2 separate regions of the Mus musculus genome follow, and region 1 is linked to region 2. A link is a contact called in public HiChIP or PLAC-seq data. All regions are on one chromosome and are shown on one strand. The core of a region is the stretch at or near the end of the contact, and the rest is flanking DNA. Distances in the headings are between cores, read along the strand shown. Region 1 has its middle 29 kb from the start of Lpin1. Region 2 overlaps Lpin1 (lipin 1).

Region 1 (6,204 bases), core at 3,292-5,791, 51 kb after region 2:
GCATGTACTGAATCACCCCAGAAAACCTCCCTCTGTGTGTGTGTGTGTGTGTGTGTGTGTTGGGGGGGGGTTCAAGGACAGCAACCTTTCTTCCATCTACATCTTTCTGCTTTCTGCCACACTCTGCAGCTCATTCAGCTTCTGAGAGCAGCCTTCCCATCCTCCTGCCTGGGATACACTTCAGCTGGCGCGACACAGCCAAGTGTGTCAGCTGCTCAGCAAAGCTGCCCTTGGCCTCCTCAACATGATCCCGGAGAATTGTACCTTCTCGGCGCACCTGCATGCTTCCCTCAGAGCACTTAGCACAGCTTGACAATGTGCATTCGTTTGCACAAGTATTCACTTAATGACAGCCTCCTCCATAAGGAACATGGCCTATTCTTGTCATCAAATTCGCTGGAGCCTCGGGCCATGGTAGGTAGTCATTAAATATTGCTGAATGGAAGAACAGAGGTATAATTTTCTCAACATTCAAGGGAAGACACTGGAGCTAAGAGGGTCAAGTGAATTAGCTCATTACACAACCAGCAGATTGTGGGGGGTGAGAAGGAATTCATCCCTAGTTCCAGTAACTTCAAAACCAGGATGCCATCTGTATTCCAAGCTGATGGCTGTGGGAGGGGCTAGCACAGCCTTATTCTTAAAAACACCTTTCCTAAAAAGATGTGTGTGGGGAGGCAGGGATCCTTCAGTTCTCCCTACAGCTCTGCCTGCAGCCTCTGCCGCCTCTGCCCTGGGTCCAGGAGTTCCCTCTACTCTCTGTTTCTAGTCGCATCCTCTTGGCTACATGTAGGAGAGCTGGAGTCCCCAGGCCTCACCCAATGTTTACATAAATATGTGGCTTCTGCAGGACCCTCCATAGGTGAAAGGCAAGGCTGGGCACGTTCCACAGAACAGATCTAACAAAAGACACTGGAGAGGAAGAGCCCAGGACTGTGTGAAATCCAAAAAAGATCCACCAAGGATGTGGCCCCATGTCCTGGAGTGCAGTGAGGGGCATGGTGCTACCTGATCTAACATTCACTGACTCCAGTGGGTATGGACAACCTGACTTCGTGGATACTCTGTAAGAGGGACACGAGATATCAGTTGATTCACCAAGGGGTGAAGAAGATAATGAGGGATTTAAGTCCCCCAGAAGAAAATGTAAGTCATGAGGACCCAGGACATACACTCGCAGGGAGCCTGTGAGCTCCTAGCTCTGTCCCAACAAGATCATCACATGGCCTGCTACTTCTAGCCTACATATACCCTGCTGGCAGAGAAGGCAGGCTTGGGCTTGCATGAACAATGTGTGCATGTGTGTAAGAATTGTATGTAGGAATGTCTGTATGTATGAGTGTGTGTGAGTAAGTATGTGTGAGTGTGTGTGAGTGTGACAGAGTGTGTGCCTGTGTACATATGCATGTGTATAGGTGTGTATTCCTGTGTGCACATGCATACATATGGGCATGCCTCTGCTCTAGATTAACAATGCCTTCAGATTCTTCATGACTCTTGGTATCAGGGACTCCGACCACTCTCCCCTTAAACCTGAGCCACCCTGAGTGGCTGACTTGGTCAATAACATGAAGGACCCATGACGACCACCTCACAGGCCAGGTTGTGAGAGTCCTCACATCATTCTTTTATGTCTCCAGCCACGCTCTTTCTTGAAGTGTTGGACACCAGGTAAGGACCCTGGCTCTGCAGTATTGCCCTTCAGGGACTTGTATACAACTCTTGCCCACAGTCTCCACTGTCCTGGGCACTTGTGCTCCCTTCTCCCACAGGCATAGATGGGTTGCTCCAAACCAGCTCAATTAGCTGACAGGTACCACTAAGTCAGCCAACACCGTGGGGCAGAAGAATCATAGAGTTGAATCCCATACACATTCCATATCTGAAATAGTTAATGTTTTCAATATCATATATTGATTTCATTATTATATATTGATTATGCATAATGGGTTTCATTGTGATGTTTCCATACATGTAGATAGCGTGTTCTGATGCTCTTCACCCCAGATCATTAGTCTCTCTTGTGTTCCTTCTCCTGCTGATTCTCTTTCTCTTTCCATCCAGTCTTCCTTTGACCTTCATGTCTTATTTTTAATCATCCAAAGAGTTTCATACTTACAGGAGCATAGGTTGGGGTTGTGTGCAGGAACATGGGTGGGGGGTGTTGATCACAGGAACACGGAGACCTCGCCAGCAGTCATCACTTGTCTATGAATCCTCAGGGAGAGTTGGGATTGCATAATGTGATGGTTTGCATATACTTGGCTCATAGAGTGACACTATTCTAGAAGGTGTGGCCCTATTGGAGAAGGCATGTCACTGTGGGTATGGTCTTTAATACATTCATCCTAGTTGCCTAGAAGCCAGTATTCTGCTAACAGCCTTCAGATGAAGATGTAGAATTCTCAGCTTCTCCTGCACCATGCCTGCCTGGATGCTGCCATGTTCCTGCCTTGATGATACGCACGCCTTTAACCCCAGCACTTGAGAGGCAGAGACATGTGGATTTCTGAGTTCGAGGCCAACCTAGTCTACAGAGTGAGTTCCAGGACAGCCAGGGATACACAGAGAAACCCTGTCTCGAAAAAACCAAAAAAACAAAACAAAAAAAAAAAACCACAACAAACAAAAAGAGTTGCCTTGGTCATGGTGTCTGTTCACAGCAGTAAAACCCTAACTAAGACATGTGAGTCCCTCATCCCCCTTCATGACACTCATCATACCCAAAACTCAGCACCTCCCACTACTCCCCAACTACTTCCTCCTGTTTGTACATTTCTTTTCAGAAACAGTCTCATTATATAATATAGGCTGACCTTGAACTCGCAGAGACCTGATAGATGGGATTAAAAGCATGCACTACTATGCCCAGCCCACTTCTGACTTTTTAAAACATTTAACTCTTTAGGTCTGGGTGCCACCACTCTGCTACAGCAGTGTCTGGAGGTCAGCAGGGTCCTTGCAGGACTCAGTTCTCTCTGTTCCCTACTCGAGCTCCAGGAATTCAATTCAATGGCCTCTCTGACATTTTTTTTCTGCCCCTTCTTCTGCAATGCCCCCCGCCAAGCCTTGGAGGAGGTGATATAGGTGCCCCATTTAGGGATAGCATTCACAGTCACTTCTTCTCCACGCTGTGACTGGTTCTGAGTCCTGCAGTAACCACTACCCCCCCAAAAAAAAGTGTTTGTGACGAAAGCTGAGAAAAGTTCTAACCTATGGACATAAACATAGTTGTTTAGAAGGCAAGTTTGCCAGGCACACTGTGTCCAGTTAGCAAAACATCAGAGGCTTCCCCATATGCAAGCCAGCAAGTGTTGGAGCAGCATGTTCCAGAAGAGTAAACAGCCAGAAGAGAACATGTACAAAGGAGCAGGAAGACAGGCTGGACTGGGTGCTTCTGTGAACTGACCTGCGTGTACCTGGAAGGTGACAGGGACAGTGACTTAGCCTGTCTTGGACTAGAAAGTCTGTCTTGTCTGTACGGACAGTTTTGACCTCTGTGTGATTTCTATCCTCCACCCCGTGGTGTGTGTGTGTGTGTGTGTGTGTGTGTGTGTGTGTGTGTGTGTGTGTGTGTGTGTGTGTGTGTATTTATAGCAAACTGACACTCTTCTCTGAGCGAAATTGATCCCACGGCTCACTCACCCGTCTGGCTATTTACGAAAGGCACCATGCAGACTCCACGTGTTTGCACACGCAAATGCTTCTGTGTAGGGTCAGGTTGCCTGGGAAACGGGCCAACCCTAGGATCCAGAGCTGACAGGCAGCTATTCCAGCCTCACTGGCCTCCCTGAAGTTCTGGCCTCCAAGACTGGAGGCAAGCCAAAGAGCACTGGCTCAGAGCCACCCCTACTCCAGTCGTCCCCCACCCCCACCCCGCAGCAGGGAAACATTCCCAGAGGGACCTGAGGGAAGAGGAGGCTCTCACTGCAGCCTTCCACCTAGCCATCCATAAACCCTGTGGGCTTTCTGTTGCACACTGTCTTTTCCTTGCCAAGCTATGCCAAGGAGGGCAAGGTTTGTGTCTCTCTAGACTCCAAGTGGCAGCTTTAACCATGCCTTCTTTAAATTTATTTATTTTGGGGTTCTTTGAGATAGGGTTTTGCTATGCAACCCAGCTGTAGTGAAACTTGAAGCAATTCTCCTGCCTCAGCCTCCAAAGTGCTAGGATTACAGACAGGTACCACCATGCTCTTGGAAATCTTACATGCCATGTGTTTCCATCTATTTGAAAGGCTTGGGGGTTTTGAGGTACCGGGGACAGAAGGCAGGGTCTCATGTATGCTAGACACATATGCTGTCGCTGAGCACCAGTCTCAGCTTCCTGTCTTCTTATATTATACTAGGGACAGATGGCAAGGTCTCACACATGCGCCACCATTGAGCTGCATTCTCGCTCACACATGCTAGACACATGTGCACCACTGAGCTGCATCCTCAGCTCTCTTGTCGTCTTACATTTTGCTGCACTGATGTCCTCTCAGGACTGGCCTTGTCTGCAAGGCAAAGCGAACCTTGCCTCCAACTGCAATGTCTCTGGGCTCTCATGACCTTGAGCCTCCAACCAAATGTCTGTCCTTTTCACCTCAGGACTGTCACCACACAATAAGGCCAGCTCCTCTGTTCCAGATGATGCAGGCTGGCTGGTCCTAGCCTGAGTGTCCCACCTTATTCCCTCTTTCCTATAGAAACCCCATCTGGCTTGCATTACCTGGCTTGCAATGCCTCCTAGACAGCCCCTGTTTCCCTATATGATCTCCTAGGCCTCCTGCTTCCTAGGGTGACACCACACTGTCTGTTCATGACACTCATTTATACGTCTGCACTCCTAACACACCTTAAAGAAAATTCTGAATACCTTTAAAATCTCTGGCTCTCTGGAGCCTGTGACTAGCTGGAACTCAGTGGAGACAAGCAAAATGACATTGGTGTACTGACAACCAGACACTGCACAGGCTAGTTCAGCAAGGCAACGTGGGTGATGGACTAGACCAATAGACTTCTGCCAGCCAGAACAAACAAGTCATCCCTGGGTTCCCCTACCCCAAGAAGTGATGTCGCCAGCTTGATGCAATTCAGAAGACTGCGGTTTGACCAGCAGAGCTCAACACTGACCTATCACCCACACTTGCTTCTCTGCTGTAAGAGAGATGATGACACACAGTTAATGCAAGAATTAAATGACAGCAACTATGGGGAAATTAGTCCAGAAAACCAGAATGCTGTCTGAATTCAACAACTATCAGACTTTCATTGTTTGGCTGTTACTGTTTAGAATATCACTACATAGCAACAGGACAGGGCAGTAACTCTTTGGTATGACAGTCCCCCAGTATGGGCCACCTGGGTCCTGTGCTGGGGACAAACCTAAGAGCTTGTGGCAGTCTGAGCACAGGGCCTGGAGACTGGTTTGGTCAAGTCCAGCCTCACATGTACTGGGAGCCACGCCTGTGCTAAGTGCTGAGCTCATGAGATGATTTCTATGAGGATGGAGACAGGATACTGGGACTACTCATGGGAAACAGGGAGGAAGCGCAGACGCTGGTGTCCGTAATTTAGCATGATGTGTGTCTTAGAGAAAGAAGGGATTTTTCTTTGATAACTGTAGGGGAAGGGGAGAGAAGACAACCCAGGAGGATAAGATGACCCAGGGAGCAAAGTCAAGAAACTTAGCAGGGGAGTCTTGAGTTGTGAGGAGTGAGACTACAGCTCAAGGCCTGGGGAGAATGAATTGAGGAAGAGAAGAAATTTGAGCACCCAGGAAGAGAAACTAGGAAGAGACTGAATGACTTAGAGCATCAAAGAAGTGTTTTGTCCACAGTAGAGTCAGTGAAACTCCAGCCATAGCCAGAGAGGAGCCAGGAAAGAAAGATGAGCTCCAGTCCAGAGTCTTCATCTGTCAGTGAGTGTCAGCCACAGTCCTTACTCTGCACCAGGGACGTCACAGCCTTGTGTCACTCTTAAGCCTGCCACTTCTAGAAGCCAAGTCTCAAAGCAGCTTTATGCTACCTTCCCAAGTTTGCACATGGTAGGTACACTGCCCCAAAGCAGACTGAAACACCTGCCCCAAACACCTTACTCCCCCAGACTCTGACTCCTGAGAGGCCCATGGGGTAGGCAGCTGTAGAAGAAAGGGAGAAGCCATCATCACACGAACCAGGGCCATGGAACATGTGATGCTGGGTGTTGTATCCCTGATCAAGG
Region 2 (6,854 bases), core at 3,139-5,638:
GAGATGCCAACAAGTGCACTGCAGAACTCCCTTCTGCACGTCCCAGAGGGAGTGACATCACAGCACTCATCCACAGAGGGCCTGACGGGTTTTAGTCCCTCAACAGTAAAGCTGTCGCTATGATTACCTTAATTGATAGCTGCAGACAACAAAACCTTGCCTGAACACTTCCCTGCTGACACTCTAAGACACAGCATCCCTATGGCTGCATGATGGGTCCTGGGGCACTGTGTTCACAGACTTCCTCTCCACTTCATGCTGGGAACTGTGTGGCTGGCCCATACCAACCCACAGTGCTGCACAGTGCTACCTGGCTAACTGGGGTGAGGCTGTGTCATCACTACTTGGCACCGGTGTAAGCTGGTCAGACATCACTGTCCCTGTCACGGTTGGGAACCACGGATCTCTAACACTGCTAAGCATGTCTGGCCTCACACTAGGACAAGGGGCACTCAATCTCCTCACGAGTCGAGAAAGCACAGGTTGAAGATTAAACACAACAGATGCCGTGGGCCTGGGTCTTCTGTGATATATTTGAAACTTTGCATGAGGCTGGAGTGTCTCTGGTGTGCAGCCTGGAAGTACGTGGGGAGCCCCATGCTCGGCTTCATACCTTTCTTCCTGGAAGGGGAATCTGTCTTGCTCGACGACTGTGCGGTGTTGGGATATGGGGCCTTGAGCTCTTCGGCCACGGGTGAAGGTGGGGCTGCCGCCCCCAAGGACTCGAGATCCTCCTCGTTCACAAACTGCATTTCCGTCTGGGCCTTACTCTGGTGGATGAGCAGTCCCCGGGCCATTGTTGGCGACTGGTCACTAAAAGTATCTGAAGACTCGCTGTGAATGGCCTGAAAATTCATTTTATCAGGAGTCTTCCGGCTCCCTAAGGGGCTGGACTCTTTCATCTTGTGTGGAGAAGAGGACTAAGGAAGGAGAGACAAAAGAGGGAAGGGGGCTTTGAGGAATGCTGAAAGCCCAGGCAAAGAGAAAAGCTAGGAAGTTAAACAACAGGAGGTCAGTTAACAGTCCGTGGCACCCGCCTAGAGAACCCAAGAGCAGGATCTCCGAAGCTTGCAGAGAGAACATCGTGGCCCTGGTAGCTTCTCTTTCTCGTGGCAAATGCTGCCCCAAACACATGGGTCCCAGGTTTTCACCTGCATTGCCAAGGCTGAGCAGCCAGAGAGCACACAAGTGTCTTTGGGAGGGGTGGCATGGCACGGTGGGAGCTGTGGACACTTGGGTCCAAAACTGAATCGAAGACAAGGAGGAGGGACACTGTTGCTGGCTATGACAACTCTGATCCATCTACCTCGTGTGCACCTTCACGGGGCCATCCCTGCTGCAGAGCAGGAGCCCCCGCCCACACGGGAAGTGGGTCTCACGGTAGGACATCCTTCAGAAATGAGAATAAATGCATCCCATCTATGCAGGACAGTGTGGGGAAGGGATCCTGCAAGAGCAATCTCTGTTACCACAGAGCAGGAGGGTGGGCACTCAGCATGGACAGCAGCTAGAACGGGTAAGGCTCTCCCTGCTGCTGGCCACGCGCAGTCTCTCTGGGACCTGGGATCAGGATGCATCGATATGCACCCACTGTGCAAATACAGAGCTGCTTACTTAAAACCTGCATCTCTCTAGACACACCTATCAGATTTCACTAAACTTTCTCCCCAAAAATGGGACTGGAGAAGACATGGTGGTGATCAGTTTGCACCAGAGGGAATTTACCATGCAGACATCTGCAGTTACAAAAAAAGGAAGACAAACGAAAACTGATGCGCACAGGCAGGCCCTCCCTAGCTGATATCCCTGGGCCCCTCACAGACAGAACCAGGCCACGGTAGGTAGATCTGCAGTTAGAGCTGCTTGGCCAGAAGCAGCCAGGTCTGCACTGTCACACTAGCTCTCCAGCAACTGCTGAGGGGGATGTGTTAGGATGGCTGGCTGGACCAGTCCTGAGGCTCACAGACAGAGATTAGAACTCTCCACAGAAGCGCAATACAGCCTGGAAGGGGAAAGAAGCCACCCATAACCAGCCACAAGAGACCCACTCTCTGCATTCACTCATGCACTCATTACATGCACTGAACGGAACTTCAAGGGACCATAATATCCTCTAAGAACCTTGTGATATAGATTTAATGTATATGTAAACGTGTGTGTGTGTGTGTGTGTGTGTGTGTGTGTGTGTGTGTGTGTGTGTGTGTGTGTATACATACGTATTAGATATATCATAGACAGGGTCTTGCTATGTAGAACTTGCAAGACCAGGCCTATCTCTGACTCCCCCTCAAGTGTAGGGATTACAAGAATGCACCACCATATCCAGCCTTTATGATTTATTCTTAAAGGTGGAAATGAAATCATTTAAGATGTCTGTAATGCGCTGAAATATGAGGCACAGTGTCTTGAAACAAAATCCTGTCATCCTGTGTTCTTGGAAGTGTGCCTGATTTATTTATATATATATATAAATGTATATGTAAATATATATGTATGTATATGTGTGTGTATATATATATGTGTGTGTGTATGTATGTATATGTATATGTATATGTATATGTGTATGTATATGTATATGTATATGTATATGTATATGTATATATATATATATTACCAACTGTATATGTGAACTTTACAGGGTGAGAAGATGAGAAACCGAGGCACACCCAAGAAGGAAGAAAGGGAATACTGAGCTGGAGAGATGGTTCGTAAGTTGGGTTCCCAGTACCCACATCTGGTAGCCCAAGCTACCTAATCATAGCACACTACCTGGGACTCCAGCTCCAGGGAATCAATGCTCCTGGTCCCCTTGGGCGCTTGCATTTATATGCAAATGCACACCATGTACATCATTACAAAATATTTTTTAGAGAAGACTTGAGGAAGTGACTTCACACACCATCTCTTTCAGCTTATCTGTCTATTCATATATTTTACTGATAAGGATATGCAGGCTTCCCCATGTCCAAGATCACCTTGCTGTCAAGTGCAGTGGGGAACTCACACCCAAGGCAATGCGCCTCCCAGACCCTCCTGGCCTCTACCACACGGAGGTTTTCTCCATCTCCTCCGGGGTGTACAAAGGTTTAGGATCAAGACCTCACCAACTAGATGTTAGAACTATTCCCCACTGATGAGCTGCAAGCTTCGCACACTGCGGTCCACTGGCTTCTTCTCGTCCTTACACCGCACACACCCCCATCTCAGCCCCAGTGGCTTCTCTCTACAGGAGAGCCTAGCCTTCCTAGATAACAGCATTTCTTCCAAGGGGCTCAGATTGCACCGCTCCATTCCTACGACATGATACCTCTCTAACCACCATGGGCCTTGGGGAAGTAAGGCTGCAAAGAAGCTAGGGTCTGTACACAAGCTGCGTTATCTTCTTTACTGACTTTGCATTTTTATATTTAATATATATTTTATATTATATTTGCGATATACAGTGTAGGTTCTTTTGTTCAAAATACACAGCCACACCCTGCCCAGAGGCACACTTGCTGAGTCAGCACCCCGGGAGTCCATCCCTTTACAAAGCTGGGATGGTAATTCCACACAGATGGAGCTAACTTACACACCCTCGATGCACCGTAACACTGAGATTCAAAGGCTTACCTTTGCAGCCTGTGGCAATTCACCCCACAGCCAGAGCATTTCCAGGTTATTCTTTGGCGTCAACCTGTCTGCAGACTTACTGACCAGCTCAGAGTCACTTTTTGGTGTTGAGGGCCGGGAGCCTGAAGGACTTAAGGAAACACAAAACCATGATTTGAATGGGGGGAAAATCAGAAAACAACAACAACAGCAGCAAAACAACAAAGTAAAAAATAAAAAACCTTTGGTTTTGTCTCAGAGTCAAAGGTTCTAGTAACCCAGAAGATACGTCCCTGGGGCCGTTCCCTCTGACAAGCCTTCCTTTGGCCACTAGAGGTCACTGTTTACCACCTCTAACAAGGTAACAAGGTGGCCAGCCTTGTAGCCAAACTGAAGGACAGTAAAAGGAGCTATAACTTGAGAGGTGAGGGGGATAGAATCAGAAATGGAAATTCTCAATAAACTAAAGAAAGGAGGAGGAGAGAAGGAGGAGGACGGAGAAGAGGAGGAGGACAGGGGAGGACAGAGATGAAGAGGCGAAACAATCAGAGGGGCAAAGAGAGCAAAAGTGGGGAAGGGTTCTTGGGTACAAACTGCTGTCCTTTGTCACACACAGGCTTCTCACCCGTGCTCTCACTTTCCTAGCAAGCACCAGCTCTCCAGCAGGTGCAAAGGGGTCCTGACCAGCTGACACTGTATCCCAGGTTTAGACACTGGCTTTGAGAACAAGGAAAACACCCTGTGTGCCAACTTCACTACACTGGATCACCAGGCAGCTGTCTCCAGGAACCTATCAAACAAAGGCTTTCTGTGTCACCTCACTGTGCTGCTCCTAAGTGACAGTGACGCGCCTCCATTCCACGGCACACATTTTTACTTCTAACATTTGAACCAAGTCTCATGTCTGTTCGGCCAAATTAACGGGCCAAAAGTATCAATGCAGACCCACGATTCTCACAGACACCAAGCTACAAGGCCGGAAGAAATGTCATAGTTCTCTTTCTTTTTATTCTCCCACACCACTTCCCTCAAGAGGAACATAGCAGCCCTTTCACACAAAGCAGGAAATGGCTTCTCTACAGCCCCTATCCGTTCCCCTGGCTGTGCCAAATCTCACTTATCTGAGTCCCATTGCCAACTCAAGATGGCACTTCCTGTTGGTTAAAGAAGAGCCCCGTAGTGCACACAACTCCGTGGCCAAGTGAACTTGTATCTATTTGAGAGATTTTCTACATAGCTAGCCTGGCCTTGTATGGTGCTTCCATAAAGCCAGACCTCAGGCTCTTTGACCCTCGTTTTACAGTGAGGCACAAAGGGCTTCCCCCTTCCCTTGGCACCCGCTGACCACTGATCTTCCCAATGAAAGCACACTACCATAGGGCAACCCTCATGGTCTAGCCTGACTGGGGAGGAGGCTCCTGGTAAATCATATTGTGAGAGCTTCTACGATAGAACCCTACACCATACAGACAAGACACACACACAAAAAGAGCTTCTACAATAGAACCCTACACCATACACACCACACGGGAACTGGAGAGGTAGCTGGGAAGGTGGAACACTAAGGAGAGTTAACAGTTCTTACAGAGGACTGGAATTCCCGGTACCCATACAGGCTGCTCACAGCTGCCTCTAACTCCCACTCTAGGGAACCCAGTGTCCACTTGTAGACGTCACTTACACAAGCACACAGCCACCTACATGAATGCGCACATATGTGCTTTGAAGAGGGGGAGTCAGTACTTATAATTAAATGTAAAATCAATTTTTAAATTTTAAGTCAAATAAAATTGTAACAGTTATGATCCCCAGACAGAAATTAATCAGTGCTTACTTTGATTATAAAGTTTCAAAAGTAGATGAGGAAATGTCCACAAAATTAACAATACCGAGGGGATGTGGGGGAGGCCCTGATAAAAACACAAGCCCATGCCCCAAGACTGGTCCTAAGCCGTTCTTCTAAATTCTGCTCTAGAAATGCCGTGGAGATTGTGGGAACCCATTATACAGAAAGCCTAATAGGCTGTTTAAATATTTATAGTAAGTGGCTATTCTAAAGTGGTGCTCTAAAATTAGCTCAGAGACTTGTCTGTCAATTGCCCCACCACAGAAAACATGGTCTCTCAGTCTCCAGCTCCTTGTCCGGATTTTCAAGGCCACTCACAGAGTCAAGCAGCACCTAGGACAGACCATCTGAGGAATTCTAAGCAAGCCTAATCAGGGCTCATTGCTTAAGAATGCATGCTCACCAGGCGTGGTGGTGCACGCCTTTGATCCCAGCCCTCTCCGGAGGCAGAGGCAGGCGGATTTCTGAGTTCGAGGCCAGCCTGGTCTACAAAGTGAGTTCCAGGACAGCCAGGGCTATACAGAGAAACCCTGTCTCGGGAAAAACAAACAAACAAACAAAAAAACCTCATGCTCCTCTTCCAGAGGTTCTAGGTTAAATTCCCAGTGCACCCACAAGGTAGCTCTCCATCCTTCCCAACTTCAGTTCTGGGGGGACCCACCGCCCTCTTCTGGCCTCCTCAGGCACTGCATGCATGTGGTACACAGACATACATGATGCAGGCACACATTCAAGCATATCAAAGTAAATACATCTTTAAAATAAACATGTCTAATCGCCTACTTACAACTTAAAACGAAAGGAAGTATTTTTTCATAAGTAAGTTGGTTAGTGAGCACAACTGATTTTAAGTGTTAGATCAAAATTTGTTTTATATCCTGCGAGTTAATTTTCATTGCAAGTGATTGGAGTTAGAATTAGATCACAGCTTCTGTAAAAACAGGTCTACCTTTCCGAAGCATGGAAGTGGCAAGACTGCAGAGGACAAGAGCTAGAGAGAACTCCCTCGGCCAGGTGAGGGGGAGTCCTCTGGCAATCTACCAGGCTGCTGGAGGCACCGGACGGACACACAGCAAAAAGAAAGGGGGGGAAAATGTCACAGTCAGTTAAACGAAATGTTCTACCACTGCTTGTGGCTCTCAGCACAACGACTCTAAGAAATGGAAACGTTTGGCTGTCACCCAGCACCAGCAAAAGGCCAGCTACCTTGAAATCCGTAGGAAATCAACGTGACCTTTCTCTTGCGCTCGTCTCCTGCTACCCAGGCTGCCTCAAACCAGCTTTGTAGCTGAGGACGACCTTGAACTGCCCGGTTTTCCACCCTGACAGGGAATGAATCCAGGGCATCATGCGTGCTAAGCAAGCACCCACTAACCTGAGCTACCTCCCTACACCATCAGCATGAACTTCCTGGGAT

Evidence for each region. HiChIP or PLAC-seq counts read pairs in DNA pulled down with a chosen protein or histone mark.
Region 1: an H3K27ac HiChIP or PLAC-seq map of heart atrium shows a contact between it and region 2, with 5 read pairs. The contact joins two enhancer-like sites. A contact is called at or near these places in 1 of 15 datasets of contacts at CTCF or cohesin (the NIH/3T3 cell line), 9 of 484 Hi-C or Micro-C datasets (the G1E-ER4 cell line, the HL-1 cell line, cerebral cortex and 4 more), 3 of 115 datasets of contacts at active chromatin or transcription factors (double positive thymocytes, embryonic stem cells and heart atrium) and 4 of 9 other capture datasets (adipose tissue, liver, macrophages and 1 more).

Annotation. Positions count from the first base shown.
Region 1 is chr12:16,615,315-16,621,518 of GRCm38.p6, forward strand. It overlaps a transcript of Lpin1 not described here. Among named protein-coding and RNA genes, the nearest start is that of Lpin1, 29 kb to the left of the region's middle. Within about 2 kb of position 4,542, at least 103 of the 459 cell types and tissues checked have an H3K27ac peak or open chromatin away from gene starts, as enhancers often do. A contact at or near this core is called in adipose tissue, cerebral cortex and heart atrium, where this site is marked.
Region 2 is chr12:16,564,778-16,571,631 of GRCm38.p6, forward strand. Lpin1 (lipin 1) reads right to left here. Exons shown (of 21, transcript NM_015763.4): 6 at 6,387-6,485; 7 at 3,613-3,742; 8 at 614-920. Among named protein-coding and RNA genes, the nearest start is that of Lpin1, 22 kb to the right of the region's middle. Within about 2 kb of position 4,389, at least 73 of the 459 cell types and tissues checked have an H3K27ac peak or open chromatin away from gene starts, as enhancers often do. A contact at or near this core is called in adipose tissue, cerebral cortex and heart atrium, where this site is marked.